Regions from separate parts of the Mus musculus genome. Here region 1 is linked to region 2. The links are chromatin contacts, called in public promoter capture Hi-C maps. All regions are on one chromosome and are shown on one strand. Each heading gives the region's core, a stretch centred on a gene start, on an enhancer-like site or on the middle of the called end of the contact. The rest is flanking DNA. Distances are from core to core; before and after follow the strand shown.

Region 1 (2,965 bases), core at 311-2,810, 1.9 Mb before region 2:
CTAACCAGTCCTCTTGCAACTCTGTATGAACTCTGTATGAGGAATTTCATAACAGAATAGGGTGGGTTTATGAAATTCCTTCCGTGGTCCGACCTATCAAGGCAGATCTAGTTTACACCAAATACCTATACATGCAACGTACAAGCATCTTCAGGAAAACTGTAGGAAACCTAAAGAATGCTACATTGTTTCATGTTTTTGATAAAAAACAAAAACAAATGCATGTGCATACTTGTGCACAAGAAAAGGAAGAAAGACAACATGGTTATAGTTCAGTTGGTAGAGTGTTGCATGCATTCATGAAGTCTTGGGAGTAATAAACACACACTCTCTCATGCATGCAGGACTGTTGCGCCGAGCCTGTGGTACACACCTGAAATCCTAGCACATGGTAGGTGGAGAAAGGAGGATCAGAAATTCAAGGCCTGCCTGGGGATACTTGGCACGCTGTCTCAAAGAAAGAAAGGAGAGGAAAAGAGGGAAAAACAGAGAGAAAAAAATGGGGAGGGCTATGAATGAGAATGAATGAATATGAATCCCGAGAAAATCCTTCAAATTCTCTAGCGCTCCTACAATAAGATTTTAACTTTCGCAATCAGGGAAAAAAAAAAAAAGAAGTTAAGTCGACTCGGGCTTTCTAATCCAAGAAGCAACAGTTAATCTGGATTAAAGACTGCGAGCTGCTTAGCTTTAAACTCCGCGCAAGCACAGAAACAAATCCTGCCATACTTGGTTTGGCAGAAGGCTGCAAGACTGCCGGCGCAGTATCAGCCTCTGCTCTCTGCGGCCTTAACAAGCGGAGCAAAGTTGTTTCATACAAACTTGGTCAAGTGCTTCTGCAGAAGAACTCGCCCAGCTTTCCCGTGACCCCGCCCCCGTGGCAATCCAAGTCCCCAACACCCTACGCGGGACCCCTTCCCTTCTCGAGGGGCTCCGGAAGCCAGCCCCCTAAATCTGAGCTCCTCAGCTCCCCACCACGCGCCTTCACCTTCAACACCGCCTTGGGCTGGAGGGAACACAAAGTACAGACCAGACGTGGCAGCATCCGCCCCAGAACCCCCTGACCTTGCACGAGCCGCTCCGCCTTGCCCAGCCTCAGTTTCCCAACACGCTGCTCTCGCTGGCTGCAGAAAGGCTTCGTCGAGGCAAAGGGCTCTGGGCTCGGTGCGCATACCTCCTTCTCTCCTAGGCGCCGGGACCATTACGGTCTCCTCCGGTTTTGCGGTGTCCCCAAACCCGCCCCGGTCACCCCGGCCCGGTGCCCATACCTGGGAGCTGCTGTCCTGGGGCAGGTTTTTCACTAGGATTTTCCGCCGGTTGCTCAGCTCCCGTCGCATCCGCTGCAGCCGTGCAGCCACCTCCTGGGGGTGCAGCGCAGCCACCTCCCCCGGGCGCAGCGCGGGCTCCGCGGCCTCCCCCGCCGTCCCAGCAGAGGGTCCGGATCCCGAGCCCGCGCCCCCCGCGCCGCCTCCCCGCGCCGCCATCTTCCCGGCGCCCCGCTGCAGACTCGGAGAGGCCGGAGCGAAGCGGGAGAGAAAGCGGAGAGGCCGCGCGGGGGCGAGGCGGGCCGGACGCGGAGCAAGGGCGCGCGGGCGGGGGAGGCGCCGCAGCCGCCGACGCGGGAGGGGCGGAGCCCGGAGACACGCCCTATCCAGCCACGCCCCCGACGCTCCGCCCCCTCCCCCTGCAGGACACCTGCGGAATCTAGGACGCGGTAACATGGTGGGACTCGAACCCCTACCAACACTACCCCTAGCTCGCCGCGCTCGGCCTCGCCTCTCAAATCCGAGGGCCTCAGGCGCCACTGCGCAGGCCAGAGAACTCCTGGCCTCAATTCTGACACATCAAGAAGTGCGCATTTGGCAAAGTTAAGTTTTCGATGAAAAATAACATATGAGATTTATCTAAAAATATTCTGGGGGAAGGTTTGGTATTATTTAGTAAGACCTGAGCATAACAAATTTTCCTGGTTGTGTATAAGAAATCATTATCTTTCATCGGTCCCTTTGCGGCCTAAGATGACAACCTGGCTAGTTGTATTTGCAACACAAATCAAAGCTGAAACAAAGACTAGGACAGCTTCGGCAGAAGGCAGGGGAATAAGTTCCTTGATTATTTGAATTGAAACTTGGAAGGAGACATACTGTGGAAAGATATACCTAGTTAAAGTGAGATCTACAAAATATAATAAATACCCTTCAACTCTCACCAGCTGTAATGACTATTAGCAAATAGGAACACACACCTTACTTAAGTGTGCCCCATGAAAATGCACAAAAAAAAAAAAAAAAAAAAAAAAGCCTGTTTAACCCAGCAAGTGATCTGTTAAAGGAAAATGCTTTAAATATCATGAAAGGGCTGGAGAGATGGCGTATCGCTTTAGGGCACTTGCTGCTCTTGCAGAGGACCACAGTACTAATTCGAGTACCCAAGTCAGATGGCTCACAACTACCTGTAACTCTGCCTCCAGCGGATCCAATGCACTTTTCTGGCTTCCAGAGAAACACACACACACATCAAATGAATAAAATCATAAATTCAGTACTGAGCAGGTGCCACCCACATATTTCTAAGTATGTTACAGTGCTTCCCTTTAAAAAAAATCCAATTAGGCAAAGCTTATTTTCTTCCCATTACACATGAAGAAATGGAAGCTGGTGTGATTAGGCTCAATGTTCTAAATATTATAAAAATAAGTCATCTGTAATCACTCTACCCCAAAATTACGGTTAATAGTCCTCAGACTGTTCTAGAATACTTACATCATTAACATGAGTGAGGGCGGTGCCCCAGTATTTACAACCCTATTCCCTAGACACAGAGAGAAGATCCAATAGGCCTATTACAGTCTGTACCCACAGTGGAATATTGTTCAGCTATAAAAGGAAGGCGAAGGCTGCCAAAAGGTAGGTGAACCTCCAGATCATTAGGTGAAAGAAGATAGAGACGACAGTCACTCACTGTG
Region 2 (3,013 bases), core at 110-2,609:
TTTTACTAATGTAGACAATCCCTCACATTGCCCAGTTTTTAACTTCAGTTCTCAAATTCTTATGGCAGGTGAACCAGTTAATTAGCTTCAGACACTAGACTAATTAGAACTCTTCCCTAGTTGGAAAAATAAAAGCTTTATCATTTGAAACTCCGAAAATACATTTCAAAACCTTTCCAATCCCTCTGGGCACTTCCAAAGACTCATAATCTAATTAAAAGCCACAAGCAGCAGGCAGGAAAGATCACTCCTTTGTGTCTATCTGCTATCAACTGACACAAAATCAATTCCAAACTCCCAAGGGAATGTAAGGTCAGAAAAGGTAAACAAACAGAAGGAAATCTTCACCTAAGTAATTCAAAGATTAAAAAGCTATAAAATAATACAGTCTTAGCCCCGAGGTCGCAATGAACCTCGTGTGGAAAAGTAATCAATAAAGATAACAAAAATATACGACAAAAACCCTAAGAAAATAAACTCAAGCAGAGTTATGCTGAGCTGACCCAGTGATGTCGGGTCATCGCACGGAAGATTGTAGTCTGAGTTTCCAACTTCAATAACCCTCAGATGTGGGTGGGCATGTGAGAATGAGCAAAAGCCGGTCTATGAAGTCAGCGTTATTAGCACAGCCAGGGTATATAATGCTACAGATTGCGGTTTCAAACAACGAAAGGGGCAACGGGGCTACAGACGGACAGATTGAGATCTAACATTTCCCACACATACACTCTTTTTGTTTTAAATGAAGAGAAACAAGGAAGAGTCAATGGGATACGGCGGCTAGGGAGAAAACCTTTCCTGGTCAAGAAGGGTAGAACAGCCGGCCACTGGAAGGCTTACAGTTCAAAGGGCGAGGAGGAGTCGTCAGAAGATAACCCTCAGGAGGAAGCAGAATCGAGAGAGGCTCCAAAACCCTCCAGGAACCCAGACGGTTGGCCACGGGTCTGCACCAAGGGCAGGGCCGCCCCCAGAACCGGCCATTCGTAGACTACAAACACCAAGCTCCAACCTTCTCCACTCCGCCAGCCTCGAGCCGACCCCTCGGCGACACGGGACTGGATAACTGTACAGCCGCGCAGGAGTCCCCACACCAGACGCGCGTCGGCTCCAGCAGCCGCTCCGAACAGCGCGTACGCACCGCAGGACGTGCGGCCCGCGGCCCCGCGCGGCCACCGTAGCACAGCACACCGAAGCCTCCGCAGGCCGCGGTCCTGCAGGAAGCCCTGTCGGAGACCCTAAGCTCCCGGGCTGCAAGCTCAGAGCCTAGAGCAGTTCATTTGTGAGGGGCAGGCCCAAGTTAGATTTACAGCTGTCCCTCGTAACTGTAACTACTGGACTTCAGCTACTACCCGCCACGCACGGTGAGCGTCTGCGGTTTCGGGACTACAAGATCCAGCATGCACAGAGCTCTGGGTCCTTAAAACCAAGCCCACTTGGATTAAAAGACTAACAGTCTGTCTACTCCAAGGCAAGCTGTGGTATGGGGTATTGATTACATCCTGGTGGAGCATTCAGTTTTCACATTCAGATTCATGTTAAGAATTACAGTACAGGACCTGCCTTTAAAAAAAAAATCGGGAGAGATATACTAAATGATGTCAACATGTAATTCTACTAATATATTGTTTTCAGTAACGCAGACTGTTGGAGCAATACATAAGAAATAAGAGCAGAAACTACAAGGGGGAAAAAAATCAACAATCTCTGCTACCAGACAGTTAAACAGTTAAACATCGAGAGAATGAACGCCTTCTGGAATACAAAATATGTTCTTTGAATTTTAACTGTTTCACGATTAGAATTGAGTGGCGTTTTATTTGAAGATAGGGACTTGCAATACAGCCAGACTGACCCAGAACTCATTATCTTCTCTCAATCCCCTAGTGTTGGAATAAGAGATCTGTGCTAGGACGCTGGGAAAGTTATTTCATGTTAGTCTCATGAAAACAGTTGCCTAGAATTAATTACTAGAGCAATTTATTCACCAGTCACATGGGCCGGACAGGGGTATAACAAGACAACAAGAGGGTCATTTATTAGCATAGATAACAAGGTATCTGCTCCTTTGTCTGCTTGGATAGTTTGTTTCATATTTTGAAATGCAGAACACTTTCTGATGACTTGGAGAGGAGATAGCACAGATCTCACAAGCTGTCCTTCTCATAACTTCTATAAGGACTTGTATGAGGGTTCTCTAAGAAGCAGAACTGATAAGAGGAGTGTATATTAGACTTGCTTACAGGATGTGGTCCAGGTAGTTCAACAATGGCTGTCTCACACTGAAAAGGCCAAGACTCTGGTAATTGGTCCATGAGGCTACAGGTCTCAGAAATCCCATTCTGGCACTTGGATCCTGGAAGATTCCTGGAGCACTGTCTTCATTTCAATTCCAAAGAAATTGGATTTAGTACTGGCAGCAACTGGACAAATAAACTTGCCAGCAAAGGTGGGGCAAATGGATGTAGAACAGTTTCCTTCCTTTTTTTTATTTGGACTGCTACCAAAAAAATGTGGTCTAAATTTAGAGTGGGTCTTTCTTCTTCAAATAATCTGATTAAGAAAACTCCTCACTACAGTACCCAGCAGCTTTGGTCTGAATTAATTCTAGATGTAGTCAAACTGACCACCGAGATTTACCATCACACATGTGCTACCAGAATGGCTGTATTTTAATTTTTTGTCATACTATATTAACAAACCATGAGAACCGAGGCTTGGATTTATATGCTAACTATAGAAAAGTATGGTATATTATATGTATACCACAAGCAGAGGCTTTCTGCAGATTTATGGTAAAACAAACTTTTTAATTGGTTAGAAAAGGAAACGGTAATGCCTTACATTTTTACAGTCTCACAAGGGAGTCACAGAGGGACTTTCTATTCTCTAACACTGGCAAGGAATCCACTACCATATAAACCCCTTTCCGACTCCAGTGTGCTAAATTATGCAGTACAAGCAAGTAAATATTTAAAATCTATGATCATGGAAAAGAGTCTGCTGCTTTTCATAC

Evidence for each region. Promoter capture Hi-C pulls out the DNA fragments that hold promoters and counts their contacts.
Region 1: a contact with region 2 is called in a promoter capture Hi-C map of hippocampal neurons, with 3 times the contacts expected there. The contact joins the promoter of Raver2 here to the promoter of Atg4c in region 2. A contact is called at or near these places in 2 of 39 promoter capture datasets (cranial neural crest and hippocampal neurons).

What each region holds. Positions count from the first base shown.
Region 1 is chr4:101,067,633-101,070,597 of GRCm38.p6, reverse strand. It overlaps Raver2 (ribonucleoprotein, PTB-binding 2), which reads right to left and starts at 1,560. Exons shown (of 12, transcript NM_183024.1): 1 at 1,269-1,560. The coding sequence starts at 1,484. It overlaps Gm35956 (a long non-coding RNA gene), which reads right to left and starts at 1,261. Exons shown (of 2, transcript XR_867959.2): 1 at 1-1,261.
Region 2 is chr4:99,192,280-99,195,292 of GRCm38.p6, reverse strand. Atg4c (autophagy related 4C, cysteine peptidase) reads right to left here and starts at 1,359. Exons shown (of 11, transcript NM_175029.3): 1 at 841-1,359.